4 separate regions of the Mus musculus genome follow, and all the other regions are linked to region 4. The links are chromatin contacts, called in public HiChIP or PLAC-seq and promoter capture Hi-C maps. All regions are on one chromosome and are shown on one strand. Each heading gives the region's core, a stretch centred on a gene start, on an enhancer-like site or on the middle of the called end of the contact. The rest is flanking DNA. Distances are from core to core; before and after follow the strand shown.

Region 1 (2,700 bases), core at 58-2,557, 320 kb before region 4:
CCAAGTGAGAAACCAGTTTACAAAAACCTCTCCTCAACCATGAAGACTAAAACAAGAAGAACATAGGCCCTGACACAACACGCTTTATTAGAGGAAACCTAGGGAGTATTGAGTTCACCAACCTGTGAAAGGCCTGGGAGCGTCTGAAATTGTTGTTACCACAGCGCTATTGTTGCATACGGAATGTATATAAATGCAGGCACTGGAGAACACGCTCAGCCAGTTCACACACCACACCCCAAAGAGTTACTCCCACTAAAGCCAGGGAGCCTGTGTCTAAATGGCACCGTGAGTTCCAGCTCGGCAGTTCATTTTACTCTGGTATTAACAGTTCAATAAAATTCCAAAGACATGTGCGTCCATGGGACACAGACAATGATGGTGGTGAAGTAGGCTGGATATGATTGAAATACATCATGGGAGTACAAAAATGTCACAGCAGAACCTTATTATGTGCCACTAAAAATGCTAATAAAACAGAAATTATAGGAGGTCTCTAACATTGCCAAGGAGACTCCCCAAAGTGTCCTAAGAATTAGCTAAGGTGTCTTAAAGATGCCCCTGCCACCGGGGTCACGCTCTCTTAGTAAAGATTACAAATGCCCAGCCTCATTTGCATTTCCTCAACCACTCCAGTCCCCACCGAGGGTCACGGAAGCGCACAGAACTGCACAACCGGACTTTTTTTTTTTTTTTTAATGCTGTGGTGGTTGCTCCCTCTCCCAATTCAAACATCCAGGATGTGGTGACATGCCATTTAAAGCTAGTAAAGTCTGCCACTGGGTTAATTTTGGAAGGCCTTTCTTGCCTCTGGTTTACAAAGTTATCTCTGCTTTTATGACTTTCTCCATTCTCTCAGATGTTTGCAGGCTGTCTCCCTTCACACAGCCTCAGGAGTGCAGTAATACAGGATGTATGGGTTGCGGGTCAGTGGATGACGTCATCGAGGAGTCCCCCGGGACTTACAGCTTGAGTAATGCTGCTTTCTCCTCCAGACCACACCATTAAACTGCACTCATCACCTGCACAAGGGTTGTTTGTGTTGGTGCAGAAGAGACTGGGTACAAATTCACACTGGCTAATTTCAGCCTAACACAGCCATTTATTCCTAATAACTAAAAGAGTGAGACAATGACAAAATATTATAAAAAATTAATAACAGGCGAAAGCAATATATTTTAAAGTGAAAGCCACTTCAATCAGCTATTTGGAAAATTGTGTGTGGGTGCCTTGTAGTTTATTCTTCTAGAGATCAGGGCTGGAGGGTATTCCTTGGGGTTCTACAAGAATGGATCTCTAGGGAGGAGGGGACTTCGCTTTCTCTGTTTCTAAACCACTATTTTGTTAGTGTGCTTTCACACATGTGTGGGTGCCTATGTATACATTTTGTGTGTGTGTGTGTGTGTGTGTGTGTGTGTGTGTGTGTGTGTGCATGCAGGAAATGACACAGAACTCATGCATAAGCTAAAAATGCCTCTTGAGACAAAGGCCACACTACCTCCTAAAGCGACATTTCTACAGGGAATTGTCTATCTTGAATAACTCTCCAAACCCAAACCCATCAGAGCCCACCAGCATGCACAGGAAGTAAGTCACCTATTGATCAGGAGAGACCTGATGACCCACAGGCCTCAGTTGGGCATCGGCCTAAGCCAGCCAGCATCACTAATCAAGTTTTTCACAGCAAGTTGACTATTACCCCAAGATCTCTGGGGCTGGGACTGTCCTGACCCCTTTCTGGGACTCACTGGCTCTCTAGAGGAAGGAGCCACTCTTCCTGACCCTGACCGTTGACCCCTGAGTGCACCTAAGCCAGTGCCACATAGGAAGCAGCATTGCTGTCCTCTGCTTTCTGAAGCACATTCGAGGGCCCACACTCTCCTGCCATACCATCTCTGGGCTACAGTTTCATGCTGTGCTCTCTGTAGACTTCCCTGCATCGCTTTGAACAGCAGCCTAAGCCTTGAGATGTCTGCCCAGTCAGCCACCTCACCTTCACTGGATCAAACACAGTCTACTCCCAAGCGTAGCCTTTCCAGAGCTTACACACAGCCACAGCAGGGGGAGCCAACAGTGTCCACCTGGGTGTGCACAGCCTCTTTTTGATGAACTCCCACCACCACCACCACCAAATGAGTGCAGGCCTTGCTATTACCTCCTGACCTTTCCTGGTCTTCCATGTTAGATGCCCTAGCTGCCCAGGAAGTCAGTTTCCCCTCCGTGTCTACGCACCCATCTTGAGAAAATGGTCAGGGAACTCTCCAGGAAACTCAATCGAGCCCAGAGACACTGGTGGACTTTTATCAACTATGAGAAGTAAATATATGTTATGATCTTAGCATCCAACTTTTCTTCATGAAAGGGTGTCATGGTCTACTCTTCCCCAAACTGCTATATTCAGGAGATCTAGAATATTCGATATGCTCTCAAGGACTGTACAAGAACGAGGTCTCTCTCACACAATACTCAAGTGTAGCCTACTCCCCTGGTGTTGTTACTACAGCTATTAGACCCTGGCCTATTAAGTTTCTCATTTGTATTCATTCCACAATATACTGATGAGACTCTCACTTAAAGCTTCTACTTTTTTGAGATGATAAGATGATCACTGCCTTCCTCCCTTTCTGCCTTCCAAACTCTCTTTGTTTGCCTTCAGATTTGTGGCCTCTTTTTTTTTCCCATTCATTGTTGTTACATCGT
Region 2 (2,700 bases), core at 56-2,555, 400 kb before region 4:
ACTCAGAGCCTAGTGTCATTGCTGGTTCTAGCTCCTGTCAACTTGACAGTCAGTTTAACACAGGGTGGGGGTGAGGGTGAGGGTGCTGAGATGCAACCATGACTCTTAGCGTAGGGTTGAGGAGGACAAGGACGTGCAGAAGGTTCCATGATCTCTAAAGACAATTACGTTTCAAGTTTCTTCTTGCACATGCGACTCACATGTGACATGCTTTCATTATCAGACTATCAGCATAAGGGGAGTTTACTATCCAGGACTAGGTCAAAGAAAAGACACTTGAAATACACTCATTAAATTGTACTACAATGAAACCATGAACAAATGGACAGAATTACATAATAGAGTCAGCAAAAAATGAAATAGAGTCTACAATGCTTACTACTGTGAGTACACACAGAACAATGTGGTCCCGAGCACAAATTTAATCTAGAGAACTTATTTGAATTACATTAAGTTAAATTAAGTTAGAATTTAAAGACCGTAGCTTGAACTAGAAGTCAACAATAGTCAGCAAATAACCTTATAATAAGATTTAAAAAAAAAACCAAGACCTACTTAGCCTATTAAAATATGCTCATATGAGTGAGTAGCTGGACACTTTCTGGTATCAGTGTGCCTAGACATGGTCCATTCAATTTTGTGTCAACAACATACAGCACGTGACCTTATACGTTCTACATTGCGAGTACTTTTAATTACTTCCGGGAACTGAGTGTGTGCATGCTCACACAGGAATGCACGAGTGAGCGGTACAGCCTCTAGTCCAATACTGTGAGGCTGACGAGTGCCTCCTACAGATGACAGAGGCACGAGGCAAAGCTGAATCCACAGCCAGGGCCACCTTAATGCCACAAGGCCCAAGTAGATTCTAAACATCTGTCATTCATGACTTCCAAGCAAAAGAGGGTGTCACATTTAATAAGCATTCACTTGGCAATCCCAATTACTCCTGAAAACACACCTTTCATACGACCCCAAGGGTGCCTTCATTGACACAGTTTTCATGTGTATTTGGTGTGTGTGTGTGTGTGTGTGTGTGTGTGTGTGTGTGTGAGAGTGTGCTCAGCGTGCATGCGGTGCAGCACTGTCAAACAATCACCAGTGACCAGGAATGTACATGCAGGACTTCACTTTCTTCCCAGCTCCTTGCCCCTCTCTTCATCCCAGATTTCCCCGTTCTCACACTTCTCCCAGAGAACAGGCTCAAAGTTGACATGTAAGAAACAGTGACAGTCGGGAGAGCCACATTTTCTCTGCCTGCCTCTCCCTGCTCTCCCTCCCTCTCTCCCTCCACAGCCTGTTCTACAGTTAGAATTCAGCTCAGAAAGAAATAGCTGACACTCAGCAGATGGCTGCAGGCAGTCCCCTCACACAACCTGGACAGCCACTCCAGTCCGCAGCTGAGGGGTCGGGAGTGACAGCCGTATGCTGGGGTGCACTGCAGCCAGCGGAAGACAGGCTTTGTTCCTTTGATGGGTTTGTTTTGAAAGGGGAACATAAATAATACACGGCTGCTGCTACTCCCTCCCCTGCAGTCTGAGCAGAGCTTCCTGGCAGTGCTCGTAGGGGCTCCAAGCTCCTGACTGTTCTTTCAGTGTGCTGGGTGTGAGCACCAGGCTTGGCCAGCAGATAGATTAAGTGGACTTAATCGCCAACACTAAATAATAATAAATAATAAATTGCCCCATTTCCTATTTAATTAGTAGAAAGCTTTTCACTGAAACGATTGTGTTTCTCTGTTTAAAAAAAAATAAATTAATTAAAAGCTGTTTTTGGACACTCAAAAGGCTTCTTGCCAAGACTGCAATGATGGGTGAGCCTCCCTGCTGGCTACTGAGTCTATTAGCAAGGGGGGGAGGGAGGGGAGGAGATGACAGGCATGTGGGTAGATGGGCTAGGACCAGGGTCAGAATGTCATCACAGCCCTTCAGGTCTGCCCCACCATCAGCCAGCTGACCCTGCCTTGTACAGCCACACTGTGTCCTCTGGAAAGGCACTCATTTTCAGTGTGAAGGGATCCAAGACGCCCAGGAGGCAACACAACTGCGCTGACGTCCATTCGTTCCTAGATACCGAGGCATGGGAACATCTCAGGTTCCCCAGGATTTCTGCTGGGGAGTGAGAGACTCAGCGGATGACTGTTTCTAGGGCTAGATAGCTTCTTTGTAGTTTAAGATGTGTTTTAGGTGTGTGTGTGTGTGTGTGTGTGTGTGTGTACATGTATGTGTGCATGCTTAAAAACAATTGAAAATAATCTAGCCATAGAACTTACATTGGAGTGAAACCCAGAGGCTGGGGAATGGCTCAGTTGGCAAAGGTCAGATCCTCAGCCCCCGTATAAAGGCTGGGTAGCTGGTTATAGTGGTGTGTGCCTGTAACCAGTGCTGGGTGGCTATGTCAGGCAGAGCCCAGGAGCTCAAAGGCCAGCACAGCTGACTCGATGAGCTCCAGGCTCAGTGAGAGACCTTGACTCAAAAATAAGATAGACCGTGATTGACAAAGACACTTGTGTTAACTTCTAGTCTCCATATGCATGCACATGTCCAGAATCACACACACACACACACACACACACACACACACACACACACACACACACATATACAACATATAGAGTCATACATTCACATACATAAATAGACACATACATACATACAGGTAGACACATGTACATATGTGTACACACACATACACACACAC
Region 3 (2,700 bases), core at 15-2,514, 280 kb before region 4:
AGGCTGTTCTGATGGAGTTCCTTCTGGTGGGAGCAAGAAGGGAAATTCTAATCACTTGTCCACTGGATTCAAATCTTTGGACCCAAACCTCACTAGCAGCAGGATAAGCAAATATCGGTAGACAGCAAACCCAAGAACTCTCTTTAGCAATTCAATCGAGGGGCATTAAGTGAAGGCTGGGCATGCACTCAACTTTCACACACTTGCAAAAAGGAGTCTGTCTAGGTCTAACATTCACTTTGTCCTCAGACTTACAAATTACAAGAAGGAGCCCTGAAGAGCCTAATGTGACATTCCAAGACCAAGAGTTGGGCAGGAGAAAAGTGTGCAATGGCAGGGGCAAATTATGAAACATTTAGGGAAAATCATCCCATTTACAAATTAACCTCTAAGTGCTTTGGAGGGCCCTGCCCATGATCCCATTAATAAAACTAAATTGTTTCCAAGATTCAGCCAGTCCTTAAATCACAAGCCTGAGAAAATTCTAAGCAGCTTCTGATAGCTGCAACTTGCACAGAGAAGGCAATGAAGAAACTGCTACAAAACAAAGCACTATTGTGGCCCGTGATGTGGGAGATGGGAGACCTTTGGCTCATCCCGCACAACCCTGATAGCGTTCAGAGCTGGTCATGGTAACTATTTCCCAAATCTTGAGACGCACGCACTCGCCTCGAGATTTTACCAACAGACAGACCACCACACCGGTGAAACTAACTGCAAGGTGGGAAATGTCACCTCCCAGGGATCCCGGGGAGAACCCGTTTCCCATCACCATATAACTTCCCAGAGTTTGGAAAGAAGCGCCCCTGCAAAGCGCGTCGCGATGGAGCCTGGCACCCCTGCTCCCGGCCCGTCAGTCCCCAGCCGAAGCCGAAGCAGCCCGGCTTTTGCATCTGCATTGCTTTTTGCTCTAGGGAAAACACGAAGTGGGAAAGCGCAGGGTACGCCACACACCGCGAGGAAAGTTCCGCCCCAGGAGTTTGGAGAAATGGATTAGAAACCAAAGAATCCCCCCAAAAAGCCCCGGCCCGCAGAGGCTCCGGGAACCTCCCATCCCGCGCTGCGCACCGCACTCACCGCTGTCGCTCGCCCGCGCCGCCGAGCCCGGGAGCCGAGCGTCCCGCCGCTGTCGCATGCCCTCGGGGGAGCGCGACGGGGCGAGCAGGCTCCGGCCAGCCAGCAGCGGAAGACGCGGAGCAGGCAGAGCCAAGCGCCTGCTCTCCAGCGTCCGCGGCGACGCGCCGGGAGTCCCGGGCAACTTTGCTAGGACGAGGGGGTGGAGAGGTGGAGGGCGGCCCGGTCCCGCCCGCCAGCCCGCCCGGCCTGTGCCTCTGCAAGTTCCCACGGGAGCGCGCCCCCCGCCGGCCAGGCTCGGATCGGCACGGCAGAAGGCCAGCGGTCCATGGAGGCGCTCTGCCTTGGTTGGGGACCTGGTGCCTATGGGGCAGCCAGCTCTGAGAGACTACCTAAGGTCCCCTAAGGGGACAGTAGCATCTAGAGGCCCTACACAGGGAGCCATACCTCAGAAAGATGCCCAGACTGAAACTCATTCCTCTGACTCTCTCTATGATGGAAGATACCTATTTGAGGTGTCTGCTGGGAAGCATATCCCTACCCCCACACTACTTACGGGAGGCAGGCTCTCAGCCAGGACCAAACCTGATACCCTAAAGCCTGAACCCCAAAGCTGCTCTAGAGTTCAAGCAACCCCAGAGGCCAAGAACAGGTCACCTTTGTGTTACAAGAGGGAACAAAGCCTGCTTAAGTTTCTCGTGGGAGTCATTTTGGCCTCCCGCAGTCAACAGTCCTGAAGGTGCTGTTTCAAAACTGACCCACCTTTGCTTAAGGCCGGGGAAAGGAAAGCAAGAGTAAAAGGCTTCTCTGCCCTAAAAACCAAATTCTGGGTCCCTGCATGCTAGAAGGTAAGCTGAGGACAAGATCCTGTGAAGTGAAGTCATTCTTAGGCAGCCCGGGGCACTTGGGAAACGTCTAGAGTGTGGGTTCGGACGTACTTCACCATCCGTTCAATCATGTGCATTCAATGGGACCCATCTCTGTACCACCGATGGCTTAGTTGGTCAAGTGCATAAGCTCAGATTGAATTTGATCCTCAGTCGAGTCATCTTGCCTCACCCACCCACAAGCCCTGTGCTGGAAAGGTGGAAACAGGACGATCCTTGGGTTTTGCTGGTCAGCCTGTCTAGCCCACGGATGAGCTCCAAGCTCTGCTAGAAACCAGGTGTTAAGAAATTGAGGAAGACACCGGAAGTTAACTTCTGGGTTCCGCGCGCGCGCGCGCGCACACACACACACACACACACACAAGCACACACACATGCACGCAGACTCTTAAGATGAAATTTAAGGATTATCTTCTTTCAACCCTTGTTGGGTCAGGGGTGTCCCACTTCTTTTCCAGATATTTTTATAAGTAAAACCAAATTAAAATTAGTACCACTTAGTAAAAACAAATGAAAACCAGTACTTCAAACGGCAAGCTCGAAGATGACTACTGGCTGGAGAGTCACTCAGAACCTTTTAAACAAACACTCACCAAACAGCCTCCTTGTGCTCTTATATTTCTGGGAAAGCAAGGAGTCACAGCCTTGTTTCGCAAAGGTAGAGGGGGTTTCAGACTGCAGCCTTGAAGGAGCTGTGCCCCTGCTGCACCCCACGTGTCTTGGTGTTGTAATGTGAGTG
Region 4 (2,700 bases), core at 65-2,564:
TGGCCTCACTCAAGAGACTGGTCTACATAATGAGTTCCGAGAACATTCAGGTTACATAGACCTTGTCTCCCCCCAAAACAAAACAAAAAACCCGAACGATCGAAAGACCGTTAGCATCCAAAGACAATTTCTGGGCAAGCCTTCCAACTCACTAGGCTGTAAACCTTGTCCGGAAGGATTTTCTTCTTTCTGAGTGCTGAAATCTTAAACAACAACACTCCTCTCTCTTACCTGATTCCACTGTCTCCTCCCCTTCAGGCAGAAGCCTGGCTTTCTTGGCGTTCTGTGGGGCATCGTCTCCATTGTCTTCATAGATATTCGACCATTTGATCGCCATGTCCAGCTCTGGCGGCGGCGGCTTCTTCTCAGTAGTGTAGGTCTCTGGGGGCGGCACGCAGTTGGACTTCCAGATCTTGAACTCCTTTGGAGGCTGTCGAGTAAGCACATTAAGAAACCCTGTGACGAACCGAGGTTCCCGCGATGGATACGAGCGCATGCACCTCCCTGCTCATCATTCTGGCTGACTTTCCTCTTTCTTTCTTTTTTAAAATCCTTTAGGCTTAAAAGACACTTTTTTTTTTCCATCAACATCACAACACTGTTAGGTGAAAAAGTCAAAGGGTTCCCTGGATAAATAAAGCTAATAACTTTTAGTTACCAAAGGAGGATGCAGTCCCAGATACTACGGCCAGGCTGACCCCTTCAGGAGGCTGCAGCAGAGACGCTGTCTTGGAGGCAGCAGCGCAGGCACTTCGGCGTCAAAGGGAAGGGGTCTCGGGGAGAAGCTGCAGCGGGGGGCGGGGAGTCACCACCGTTAGTCGTCGCCCGGCTGGGACCCCCGAGCGCGGAGGGGCGGGCCCGGGCTGACACCCCCCGGGCTCCCGGGGCCGTGGGGACGCGCGGCGCGGCGCGGGCTGAGTGCGAGCCGGGGGTGGGCGAGCGGGCGGAGGGGCAAGCGGGCGTCGGGCCCCGGGGCGGCCGCGGGGCCGGGGATCTCACCTCCTCCGGCGCTTTCACCACATGCCGCTCCCAGTCGATCTGCTTGTTGAGCGGGTTGTAGAGGAAGGCCGGGCGGGTCACGCTGCGGAACAGCTCGTCCGGGCCGGGCAGCCGCTTCTCCGCCTGCTTCCCGCGGCCGCCCGTCGTCGGAGCCGAGGCCGCCTCCTTGCGACCCGCGTCTTCCGGCTCGCTGTTCTCATCCGACGAGTCGGAGCTGCTGCTCCCGTAAGCCGCGAAGTAGCTCAACGGGTCCTTCTCTTCGGCTGCCATGACGGCCGCGGGTTCCCACCCTCTCTCGGCCGGAAGCCGGAAGCCGGAAGCCACGGCTGATCCCGCCCCCCAGGCTGGCGAGTTATCCATTTGCGCCCCCTAGCGGCGGAGCCGCGCTCCTACTCATGGGCGGAGATTGGAAGGATGCTGGAGGCGGGGATTCCACAGCCCTCAAGCAAGTTATTTATTTGTTTTTTCTTAAGGATCTCTGGGAAAAAGCAGCGGGAGCCTTAGGATACCCGGAGGGAAATCAGTGGCCACAGTCACACTCTGGGCTTGTAATTTAAAGCAGAGAAAAACCAAACATGCATACCTATAATCCTAGGCAAATTTGAGGGCCAGCGAGGTGCATGTAAGTCCTTTCTTAACAGCTAATACAGTGCAGGAGACGTTGTCTACCAAACAGTAAGAACAAGCAAGCAGGGGGTGGGGGCGCACACTTCTAACCCCAGCACTTGAGAAGATGAGACCGGAGTATTGCCACAAACTAGAGGTCAATGGTGAAATTTTACAGCCCCCCACCCCAAGTTGGTACCATTGTAAATATTTAGATCCCAGTTAAAAATGCCTGGTCAGAGGTGACATAGTCATTAATAACTTGCCATTTGGTCTGATTCTTATCTGCTAAATTCTACAGAAAAATACGAAGTCTGGTAATGGAACGGGCTAGACTGCCTTGTTCAGGTTTATATTCCTAGTATTTATTTTGGTGACCGTCCCTGGAGTACATCAAGGAATATTGCTGGGTTGTAATTTCTGAGATAATAGGTCTGAGTGTTTCTAGAAAAACTTCCTTCCGTCCAAGTACCTAGACTTGACAGAGATACAATTGTTCCCAAAGTACAAAGTCCTGGGTTACCCAAATCATCCTCAGATCTGACATCATTAGCAAATTCAGGGTCCCCTCACGCACCCTCCAGCCTGGTAATGTGACAAAATTGTAGAACCCGCTGAAAGCTGAGTAACCACGTGTATATAGCTACAGTTTACTGCAGCAAATATAGCATAAGTCCAACCAAGGGAAGATGGGCGAGGAGCGGTCCAGAGGAGTCCTCATTCAGAGCTTCCGGTTACCCTCCGGAAACATGAACCAAATCAGTGCAGCTCAGGAGGCAGAGCTCGCTGCCTGGTACTGGGTTCCAGTACCAGCACCCATATAAACTGGGCATGGTGGTGTGTATTTGTAATCTCAGCGCGTGGTGGAAATGGGGTGAATGTACAAGGCTCCGACACCCGTGGCCGTGCTTGTTTATATAATGAGTTTGGGGAAAAACCATAGGGAAGGTACATGGACAAGTGAAACCCCAGGATGTCCAGGAAACTTTAGAGTAGCATCAAGATGCTGGGCTGGCAGAAGGCTCTTAGATGGGGTAAAGAATCTCTAGCATTAAAAATTTAAACTTGAGAGCTGGAGAGATGGCTCAGGGGTTA

Evidence for each region. Promoter capture Hi-C pulls out the DNA fragments that hold promoters and counts their contacts. HiChIP or PLAC-seq counts read pairs in DNA pulled down with a chosen protein or histone mark.
Region 1: a promoter capture Hi-C map of pre-B cells shows a contact between it and region 4, with 3 times the contacts expected there. The contact joins the enhancer-like site here to the promoter of 2410004B18Rik in region 4. A contact is called at or near these places in 3 of 39 promoter capture datasets (the C10 cell line, hippocampal neurons and pre-B cells), 1 of 484 Hi-C or Micro-C datasets (large pre-B cells) and 3 of 115 datasets of contacts at active chromatin or transcription factors (the 230-238 cell line, bone marrow-derived macrophages and large pre-B cells).
Region 2: a contact with region 4 is called in a promoter capture Hi-C map of hippocampal neurons, with 3 times the contacts expected there. The contact joins the enhancer-like site here to the promoter of 2410004B18Rik in region 4. A contact is called at or near these places in 4 of 39 promoter capture datasets (the 3T3-L1 cell line, the C10 cell line, hippocampal neurons and 1 more), 23 of 484 Hi-C or Micro-C datasets (the Ba/F3 cell line, the C10 cell line, the C2C12 cell line and 16 more), 3 of 115 datasets of contacts at active chromatin or transcription factors (bone marrow-derived macrophages, memory CD8 T cells and pancreatic cancer cells) and 2 of 9 other capture datasets (adipose tissue and liver).
Region 3: a contact with region 4 is called in an H3K4me3 HiChIP or PLAC-seq map of embryonic stem cells, with 15 read pairs. The contact joins the promoter of Lpar3 here to the promoter of 2410004B18Rik in region 4. A contact is called at or near these places in 12 of 39 promoter capture datasets (the 3T3-L1 cell line, 3T3-L1-derived adipocytes, the C10 cell line and 7 more), 5 of 115 datasets of contacts at active chromatin or transcription factors (embryonic stem cells, large pre-B cells, pancreatic cancer cells and 1 more) and 3 of 9 other capture datasets (adipose tissue, embryonic stem cells and liver).

Annotation. Positions count from the first base shown.
Region 1 is chr3:146,255,883-146,258,582 of GRCm38.p6, reverse strand. All of the region lies in intron 2 of Lpar3 (lysophosphatidic acid receptor 3), which reads right to left. Among named protein-coding and RNA genes, the nearest start is that of Lpar3, 36 kb to the right of the region's middle. Within about 2 kb of position 1,307, at least 49 of the 459 cell types and tissues checked have an H3K27ac peak or open chromatin away from gene starts, as enhancers often do. A contact at or near this core is called in the 230-238 cell line and pre-B cells, where this site is marked.
Region 2 is chr3:146,336,771-146,339,470 of GRCm38.p6, reverse strand. No RefSeq gene overlaps it. Among named protein-coding and RNA genes, the nearest start is that of Gm40167, 8.3 kb to the left of the region's middle. Within about 2 kb of position 1,305, at least 40 of the 459 cell types and tissues checked have an H3K27ac peak or open chromatin away from gene starts, as enhancers often do. A contact at or near this core is called in cerebral cortex and hippocampal neurons, where this site is marked.
Region 3 is chr3:146,219,525-146,222,224 of GRCm38.p6, reverse strand. It overlaps Lpar3 (lysophosphatidic acid receptor 3), which reads right to left and starts at 1,264. Exons shown (of 3, transcript NM_022983.4): 1 at 1,078-1,264.
Region 4 is chr3:145,936,628-145,939,327 of GRCm38.p6, reverse strand. 2410004B18Rik (RIKEN cDNA 2410004B18 gene) reads right to left here and starts at 1,314. Exons shown (of 3, transcript NM_025555.5): 1 at 1,000-1,314; 2 at 232-430. The coding sequence starts at 1,269.